Regions from separate parts of the Mus musculus genome. Here regions 1 and 2 are each linked to region 3. A link is a contact called in public HiCAR-type and Micro-C data. All regions are on one chromosome and are shown on one strand. Each heading gives the region's core, a stretch centred on a gene start, on an enhancer-like site or on the middle of the called end of the contact. The rest is flanking DNA. Distances are from core to core; before and after follow the strand shown. Region 1 overlaps Kremen1 (kringle containing transmembrane protein 1). Region 2 overlaps Znrf3 (zinc and ring finger 3). Region 3 overlaps Znrf3 (zinc and ring finger 3).

The links. Hi-C and Micro-C count contacts between places; a contact is called where the count stands out from the background. HiCAR-type assays count read pairs that join an accessible place to other places.
Region 1: a contact with region 3 is called in a Micro-C map of muscle stem cells, with 2.7 times the contacts expected there. The contact joins two enhancer-like sites. A contact is called at or near these places in 1 of 15 datasets of contacts at CTCF or cohesin (large pre-B cells), 5 of 484 Hi-C or Micro-C datasets (CD8 T cells, the P5424 cell line, brain and 2 more) and 4 of 115 datasets of contacts at active chromatin or transcription factors (double positive thymocytes, effector CD8 T cells, embryonic stem cells and 1 more).
Region 2: a contact with region 3 is called in a HiCAR-type map of Th17 cells, with 4 times the contacts expected there. The contact joins two enhancer-like sites. A contact is called at or near these places in 1 of 39 promoter capture datasets (the C10 cell line), 3 of 15 datasets of contacts at CTCF or cohesin (CD8 T cells, the NIH/3T3 cell line and pro-B cells), 26 of 484 Hi-C or Micro-C datasets (B cells, the C2C12 cell line, CD4 T cells and 16 more), 4 of 115 datasets of contacts at active chromatin or transcription factors (CD8 T cells, Th17 cells, embryonic stem cells and 1 more) and 5 of 9 other capture datasets (adipose tissue, embryonic stem cells, liver and 2 more).

The regions. Positions count from the first base shown.
Region 1 is chr11:5,200,909-5,203,608 of GRCm38.p6, reverse strand. It overlaps Kremen1 (kringle containing transmembrane protein 1), which reads left to right. Exons shown (of 9, transcript NM_032396.3): 6 at 1,580-1,912. Among named protein-coding and RNA genes, the nearest start is that of Gm25142, 50 kb to the left of the region's middle. Within about 2 kb of position 1,343, at least 10 of the 459 cell types and tissues checked have an H3K27ac peak or open chromatin away from gene starts, as enhancers often do. A contact at or near this core is called in muscle stem cells, where this site is marked.
Region 2 is chr11:5,397,182-5,399,948 of GRCm38.p6, reverse strand. All of the region lies in intron 1 of Znrf3 (zinc and ring finger 3), which reads left to right. Among named protein-coding and RNA genes, the nearest start is that of Znrf3, 46 kb to the left of the region's middle. Within about 2 kb of position 1,303, at least 7 of the 459 cell types and tissues checked have an H3K27ac peak or open chromatin away from gene starts, as enhancers often do. A contact at or near this core is called in Th17 cells, where this site is marked.
Region 3 is chr11:5,295,806-5,298,505 of GRCm38.p6, reverse strand. The region is part of intron 2 of Znrf3 (zinc and ring finger 3); the gene reads left to right. Among named protein-coding and RNA genes, the nearest start is that of Kremen1, 36 kb to the right of the region's middle. Within about 2 kb of position 1,250, at least 120 of the 459 cell types and tissues checked have an H3K27ac peak or open chromatin away from gene starts, as enhancers often do. A contact at or near this core is called in Th17 cells and muscle stem cells, where this site is marked.

The DNA.
Region 1 (2,700 bases), core at 94-2,593, 95 kb after region 3:
CCTACTCTCTCAGACACAAACGTGTCACACCTGCCTCTCTCCAGTGGCCCTGGGAGAAATGGGTTAACAGCCCCCCGCCCCCTGCCCAGCAACTAGAGGCTTTGGTCCTTTGAGAGGGGAACTCTGGCTGGCTGCTGGACACTGGTCACTCTTGCCAGCACGAGGAGGCCTTTGCAGAAGAGCTCAAAAGTGAATGTGAACCCCACTGTATGTCAGGCTCCGTGTGTGCTCAGCTGAGAAGCCAGGCTCACGGCTACCACTTTATGTCAGGCTCCATGTGTTCTCAGCTGACGGCCACACTGTATGTCAGACCCTGTGCTCAGCTGAGAAGCCAGGCTCACTGCTCCCCAGGATCTCGTTCCCATGCAGCTGTCTCAGCCTCTGTGGTGGTCACCTCTTCCCTCTGGACTCTGGCACAGTTGAGCCCATTTCTGTGACCCCACTGTCATTGATAATGTCCCTTGGTTGTCTTGAGACCTCAGCTTCTGATTTTGAGCTTCCTCATCACTAGGAAGAAAAAGCCACTTCCCAGGGGCTCACAAGGTAGGCGAAGAGCCTGCCACCGAGCACTTGCCAGCCTTTGGTTTTTCGAGACCCAGTCTTGAACTGACATCCTGCGACTTCAGCCTCCGTGGAGTTGGGACTACAGACCTGCACCACCAGGGCCAGCAAAGCAGCAGACTTTGATTGCTTTTCTGTGTGCTAGAGAAGAATTTTCCTAAAGCCTGCTGGAGCTGTGGCTCAGTGGAAGAGTGCTTGCCTGGCACGCGTGTGGCCGAGTTCCATCTGAATACTGAAAAATAACAGCTTTCTTTTCAATCTTGTTCCTACACTCCCTCCTGAAGTCTTTCATTTCCAACCGCTCTAAAAGCCTGCCAGTCCAAACCACTAGTCCTGAGAAATCATGGCCGAGACACCGTGTGGGTGACCCAGAGCACCATGAGGCTGCTCTTACCCTGCCTTCCCCTTGGGCGCTTTTGGAAATCCAGCCTGTGGTCACACATGCTAGGAGAGCATCCCTATAGAGCAGGTCTTCCAGGCCAGAGCTCCTTGTGGACTTCTCGTGCGAACACTGCACCCCTAAGGAACGGGACACCCTGAGGAGACTCGGGGCCTTTCCTTTATGACGTCACCTCTTCAAAAGCCTTTCCTCGGCTGAGAGGTCCCAGCATTTCATGCACTTCATCTCAGATGTCTTCTCAGTGTCATGGGATACAGCAGCAGGTGGTGGCCCTAAACTGGAAAACAAGGGGGAGGCCTGGGAATGAGGTGCAGCCCCTAGGATCCCATGGCCCTGCGCCTCCTTAATGCAGACTGTCTGACTCCAGCCAGACCCCAGCCTGGGCTGCACTTCTCCTCCTGCGCTAGGCTGAGGTCTCCTGGGGAAACCAAATAGTCTGCAGTCATTTGTTCAGGGTTTAAGTGATTCATTCTGTGATTTGATCCTAAAACCCAGGATGGCCTGGTTTGTAGCTGGAAACAATGTCCTGGTAAGATCACATTTCCTAAGAGCTTGTTTGTGTCCAGATTAGAGATGAGCCCCAGGCTGAGACTCAGGCCCACTGTCTCTCTTCTGCAGCTCTCGTGGGCGCCTGCGGTGGGAACTACTCAGCCATGGCAGCCGTGGTGTACTCCCCTGACTTCCCTGACACCTACGCCACTGGCAGAGTCTGCTACTGGACCATCCGGGTTCCAGGAGCCTCTCGCATCCATTTCAACTTCACCCTGTTTGATATCAGGGACTCTGCAGACATGGTGGAGCTGCTGGACGGCTACACCCACCGCGTCCTGGTCCGGCTCAGTGGGAGGAGCCGCCCGCCTCTGTCTTTCAATGTCTCTCTGGATTTTGTCATTTTGTATTTCTTCTCTGATCGCATCAATCAGGCCCAGGGATTTGCTGTGTTGTACCAAGGTAAGATGTCCTTGTCTCTGGGGGCATAGGTGCCCTGCCTTCTCTTCCTTGCCAGCGCTTTCAAGCCTAAATTGGATCTTGGGGGGCACACTTGGTCCTCCTGACTCAGCTACAGATCATTTCAACATTAATTCATCCCCCACATATCATCACACAACACCCTACCTTCTAGTGCATGACACCCCACCTTCCAGTGCATGACACCCCACCTTCCAGTGTACAATTGGTTTATACTTCAGTTTCACTATTTTAATAATTTTATTTATTTAATTTAGATTCTATTTATGACTATGTGAGTGTATACCTTACACCACGTGTGTGGGGGTGCTTCAGGAGCTAGAAGAGGGCATCAAATTACCGACACGCAGTTGTGAACAGTCTGTCATGGCGTGGATGCTGGGAACCAAACTCAGGTCCTCTGACAGAGCAGGCCACAGGGCCATCTCCTCAGGCTCGTGTTAGTAGTTTTAGTGGCAGTTGTGTAGACAACTACATGGATAGATAAAGAAGGAGGTGAGGGACGGAACTGGAAGGCTCCCACGTGGTCATTCATCCATCCTACTGCTCCTAGACAGCCCAACCAGTCCTGCAGACTAATCTACCGTCGTTCCTCAGAAACACGCACTCTGCCCCTCTAACAGGAGCCTTTGCTAGCCTCTGAGCACAGGTATCGGACCGCAAAACTTTAAAAAGTGTGGGTGGTGGGCCGCAGGAAGTGAGACAGACTAGAGCAGGTGGAATGAGGTTTGCCATGACAAGGGGGTCCTGCAAGCACAAAGCCGGGAAAA
Region 2 (2,767 bases), core at 54-2,553, 100 kb before region 3:
TTCACCATTAATGAGGAATCTGAACTGGAGCCCCCACCTGCCATCTTTTCTGGTGCTATCTTCAGTGGAAGGGGGAGCTCAGTAAGTACTATGTGGATACACAGCTGATGCAATTTAGAAAGCTAGTCGCTGTTCTCTAGGTACAGATGTCACATGTCAGTCACTCCCAGGTATCTTCCCTTTCATTCACCTTGAAGTATTTCTTAGGTGTCTCTGTTCATTGATGCTGCCAGACTCATGAGAAGGTCTTTAATTCATAGGTCTTGGTTTACTGTATAGCTGAAAGACCTGACCTCATTCAGTCACCACCCAGACCAGACCAACCCCCACTAGTCTTTCTGGCTTGGGTGATCTCATCCATGGTAGTTGTGACCATCTTACCCATCCAACGTGATACCCTAGTATATAGTTTCTTATCATTTCAACTTTCCTACTCTTGTTTAGAAGTTCATCAACAGCCCTGTGGTAGAACACCTAAGTCCCTCTGTACCTGGACGGTGGCCCCTGTTCCTTGGGCTCAGAAAAGTCCCCAGAATAGCTGTATTGTCTCAAGAGGTTTACTCTGACTGGTTCACACCTTCTCCTTTCCCAACCCAGCAAGTCTCTGCTCTAGCCAGTCATAAGAAGGAATAAATTGATTGGTTATAAGGTAGATATTTCTAGAAGTTGCATTTCTTTTTCTCTTTTCCATAGCATGTGCAAAGTTTCATTAATGGACAAAAGCATCCTCTTGGTACTTGGAAAAGTATAGAACATTCTCTCAAAATTGAGTTGAGGGGAAAAAAACCCCAGCAACCATGGGTTTTCTACCCTCTGCAGTAGTCAGTCTGAGGATGATTCTGGTGGGCTTTAAATACTCCAGCTACAAAACAGGCTTGAAGGAGGCCACAGGAGGTCATCTCCAAAGCATGGCCCACTGCCTCGTTCCTCCCAGCTGTACTATCTACAAGTTTGGGAGTTTCCAGGTTTTAAACTGTTACACCTCAGCTAGTGCTGTTAATTTCAAACTGAGACTAGATGCCATTCATTTGGAGATGAAGATCAAAATCTGCCAATGGACTTGTCTTTTGCGTAACTTTTTTTTTTTTTTTTTTTGAAAAAAAGAAAAAACCCAAATGGCAAACTTGATTCAGCCATGTCTCTGCAGGCATTCCAGAAGTTCCTCCTAAGCTGGTTTGGGTTTGGGAGGTAGACAGAGCTGCTAGGTCACTAAGCTTGAGAATTGCTGTGCCTGGTATATACCATGTTTGGGCATGTGGTGACTCTTAAATCCATCAGCACACTGACCCCTTTTCCCAGCTTCATTGTTCTATTGTTTTGACTGTGAAAGTGACACTTGTTACAAAACCAGTTTCTATGATGTAGGACACTATTCTCTAGCTTTCTCGTACATCAGAATCATCTGGCCCCACCTCTTGGGAGGCTGATTCAGTAGCTCTGGGGTGGGGCCTGAGAATTTGCATTTCTGACAAGTTCCCAGCTGCTGCTGCTGACCTGGCATTCTCCCTGTGATGCAGAGGGACAAGGAAATAAACATCATTTTTTAATGTTCATATTCAGAGGAAGCAATTGTTAACATCTTAAGGTATATATTCCAATATAGACATACTTTTATAAAACAATGGTCTGTGCTGTACACAGTATTACTTTTTTACACAACTATTTTATTTTGGGGGCAGTTTAGATTTATAGGAAACTTGTGATACAGAACAGATAACCTATGCCCTATTTCTGTTCTTAGTACGCAGATCCATCTTATTTGGGGATATACTTTTTTTGTTTCATTTTGTTTTGTTTCTGTTTTTTTTTTTGAAACAGGGTCTTTATGTAGTCTTGGCTGTCCTGGAACTCTCTGTAGACCAGATTGGCCTTGAACTCACAGAGATCCACCTGCCTCTACCTCCCAAGTGCTGGGATTAAAGGTGTATGCATTTAGCTCAGGTCTAGTTCCTAGTATTAGTTTCCATCCTGTACAGTAGCAACTGTTACAGAGCCTTTACATTAGAACTATAAAGAATCTAAAGACAAGTGTACTTTTTTTAACTCTAATTTTTTTCCTTATCAGCACCTCTGGATTTGCTTCACTGTTTTTTAAAGGGCAGTGCACATGGTTTTGCTTGCTTGTTTGTTTTGTTTTTGTTTTTTACCCTTTTAAATTTTAATACATCTTATCTATTTTCATATCTTTTTATTTATTGTAAATCTAGCAGATGAAAGGTAGGGATAGTCACATGTCCCTTTTATCTTATATTGGAGATTAGAGATTATTTCCTGGCCTCTGTGGAGGTCTTAGCATATTCTAGACACTGCCAACCACTTAACATATTATCTCAATCATTTATCAAACAATCCTAAGAAATTGGTATCATTATTTTCCTGTTAACAGAAGAGGGTTAGGGAGGTTAATGGAGTAAACGCTCTGCCGGCTTTCTTCTTTGACACTTCGGGGGTTGTGATCAGAATACAGTACAGCGGAGTGTGCACTTTGCTTGTTTGTTCAGCTTCCCAGTGCCATCCTTATGCTGCTTTAGGAAGGGGAAGAGTATCCTTGAACTCCAGTTTACTTCAGACGTGAAATACATAGAAAAATAAGAATGTACCTTTAAGTACTTTATGGAGCTGGAGATACAACTAAGTTGTAGAGCCTTGTTGAGCTCATGGGTTCATTCTCAGTACTCTAGGATGGAGAAAGCATTATGTGAAAGACCGTGAGTCGTAAGAGCTTGCAAAGCCTTCAAAAGTCCTTTGAAGGATAAGGTATACATGT
Region 3 (2,700 bases), core at 1-2,500:
ATTGTAATTTCTTTTCCTTCATCGCAAGTATTGCTGGGTTCTGCTTAATTAGATCCAGATTCCTACTAGTCCATCAGCATCAGAACATAGGGATCAAACTAAACTATCAAACTTGATGGCAGATGTCCTTACTCACTGAGACACCTCACCAGGCAGTGATTTTTAGTTTATTTTTATTTTTCAGTCCCCCAGTTTCTCTCTCAGTAGGCCAATCTTAAGAACAAAGCCCCTTGCTGCAAGAACCTACCCTGATTCTCCAGAGGGCCGCTGAGGTGCTCAGACTTTGCAGGCAAGGTTGTTAAGTCTGGTTCTGCCACCTAATTAACACTTGTTTATATTAATTAGTTGCCACATGTACAGAAGGCAGTGGTCCTTTTTTGAAGTTTCCAGTTACAGACCTAATAAGATCTGGCCTGAAATGGGACTTTGAGAACCTCCCAAGGCAAGGTAACAGCTTCCAAGTCCTCTACAAGTTTCTCTTTCAGGCATAGACAGCTCTACAGCCATTTTTCCATAACATCCTTCATTTACTCAGAAGGATGGATGGAACAGGAGGGTGTGCACAGGCTCTCTTTGAGTTTTTGGTGCTCCTTGTCAGGTGTCAAAACAAAGGGGACCATTGTGTTTCTTGGAACTGATCTAAAAGTCTGTGTTTGAGATTAAGATCTAAGGAAATGCATTTCCGTTTAACACCCAGTAGTTTCTGATTGTGAAAAGACTCACAACCTGTACATCGGCGCCGTACATGACTACAGACTCCAGCCTCTTCTGTTGGTTCCTTTAATTAGTAGGAATTAAGTGGAGGCTGCTGCATATTTTGAGAATAAATAACACTGTTTAAACTTAGGCAGCCTTAACCATTAACTTAACCGCTGGATTCTCGCTGCTACATGTCTCCTGAATAGATCAGCATAATCTTAACTAGGACTTAAAAATCCTTCATCCGCTCCCTCGCTCGCTCACTCACTCACTCTCGGGAACTTAGAACTTGAAGCCCATGGGAGCCTTTGGAGACTTAATGACTTTAATTATGGCAAGAAGTATCTTGTGGTGGGTAGGAGTACAGCTGGTGGGAGAGCCCTTTCTCAGTGCAGCCGGATGGGAGCTGGCAGAAAGGCAGTCATGGGGGAGGGGACTGAGAGGGGTGACTTGGGGGGGGGGGGTTGGCCGCAGGGCCTCTGAATTCTGAACTGTGTTTGTGGCTTCAGAGCTTTGATCACTTGCCAGGGAAACCTGGAAGGTCAGGCCAGGCTGCAGCCAAGCCCTGGAATGAGGAGCCAAGTCAGTGGAGCGGGCAACACTATGTCACTGCCCTCACCTCCCACCCTAGAGGAAGTAACCCTATCTGCAACCCCATCCTCTGGTCCTCTTTCTGTGGTGGTCTTCTTTTGAATTGGGGTCTCTAAAGCCTGCAATAAGCCAACAAAGTGCCTTCCAAATGTGACTTGGTAAAATCAGATATGCTATATGTACTTTTAGAGGAAATCAGGACTGGTTTTTGTTTGTTTTTAATTCTGTGTGTGCCTAGTACAAATTACTCTAGAGCACAGGTGATCTCTCCTGGTGGCTTGTGTCAGGTTTCCCCATTTTTTTTAACATTACCATCACCACCACCACCCCCACCTTGTTTCTTGGCACCAAGTTTTTCTCACTGGTTCCCTGTGTGCCCTAGTGTGTGACCTCATTTCCTATGTAATGAAAAGTTTCTGTCGGAAAACAGGGCCCTTGGTGAGTGTCTTTGAGCCCCTTTGCCTAGTATGACTCACACTTTAGGGCACAGGGCTGTGCAGAATACGCAAGAGCCTGGTGCCTGGGTGGTCACTGCCTAGAGGCAGTGAAGGAAGGAGAAAGTAAGGAGTGAAGGTTTAAAGTCCATTTAGTGACCTCCAGAGAGAAGGGGTACACAAGGACCCAGTGAGTGGGCTGCTTAGACCAGGAAACCCCACCAAGAGAGAGCTGGTGGTGGTGGTAGGTATGGTCAGGTCCACTGGTTGACCTCCATTGGTATGACCTGCCCCTACCACAACCACCACCACTTTCCCCTACATGACCTCACTGGCAGTAGGCACAGGACCCCATACAACAACAGAAGCTTGTTACTGCCACTCTGCAAGTCTGTAGACTGCAGAAAAGAATGGTGTCTCTCATGTTGGTGTTTAAAAATTGTGACGCTGTGGTTTCTGCAGCCAGTACTCCTAGAGAGCCGTGCTCTGTGTCTCAACAGGTCCTGTGCCTTGTTCTCTCTTGCAAGTGGTAGGATAGATTCCATCAGTCCTCTAGGCCAGAGGAAGGCCAAGGGCACATATCCAAGGGTAGTCATCTGGCTAGCTTTTCCTCATTGGAATTCTATGGAAAGTTCACTTTCCTCCAGAGAGAGAAGGGACACAGCACACACTTTAAATGTACAGGAATTTTTTTTTTTTTTTGAGAGCTTTGAAATCCAGAGATGTGTGTGTACAAAGTCCAGGGCCTAAGAGCCACAGGCAGAGCCACTGGAGTTTAAGACTGGCCAGAAACAACATGTGTGCCTTAGAAGTCAAAAGCCTCCTTAGCAGTACAACAGAAGATGGTGCAGATAAGAAGGCAGGTCTTGAAGTCTGAAGTGTGAAGACTAAAGGCTGCAGATTGCAGAGTACCAAAAAGACATAGCTAAACAGACGGATCCTAATTGAAGAGTTGGAGGATCCACAGGATTCCCAT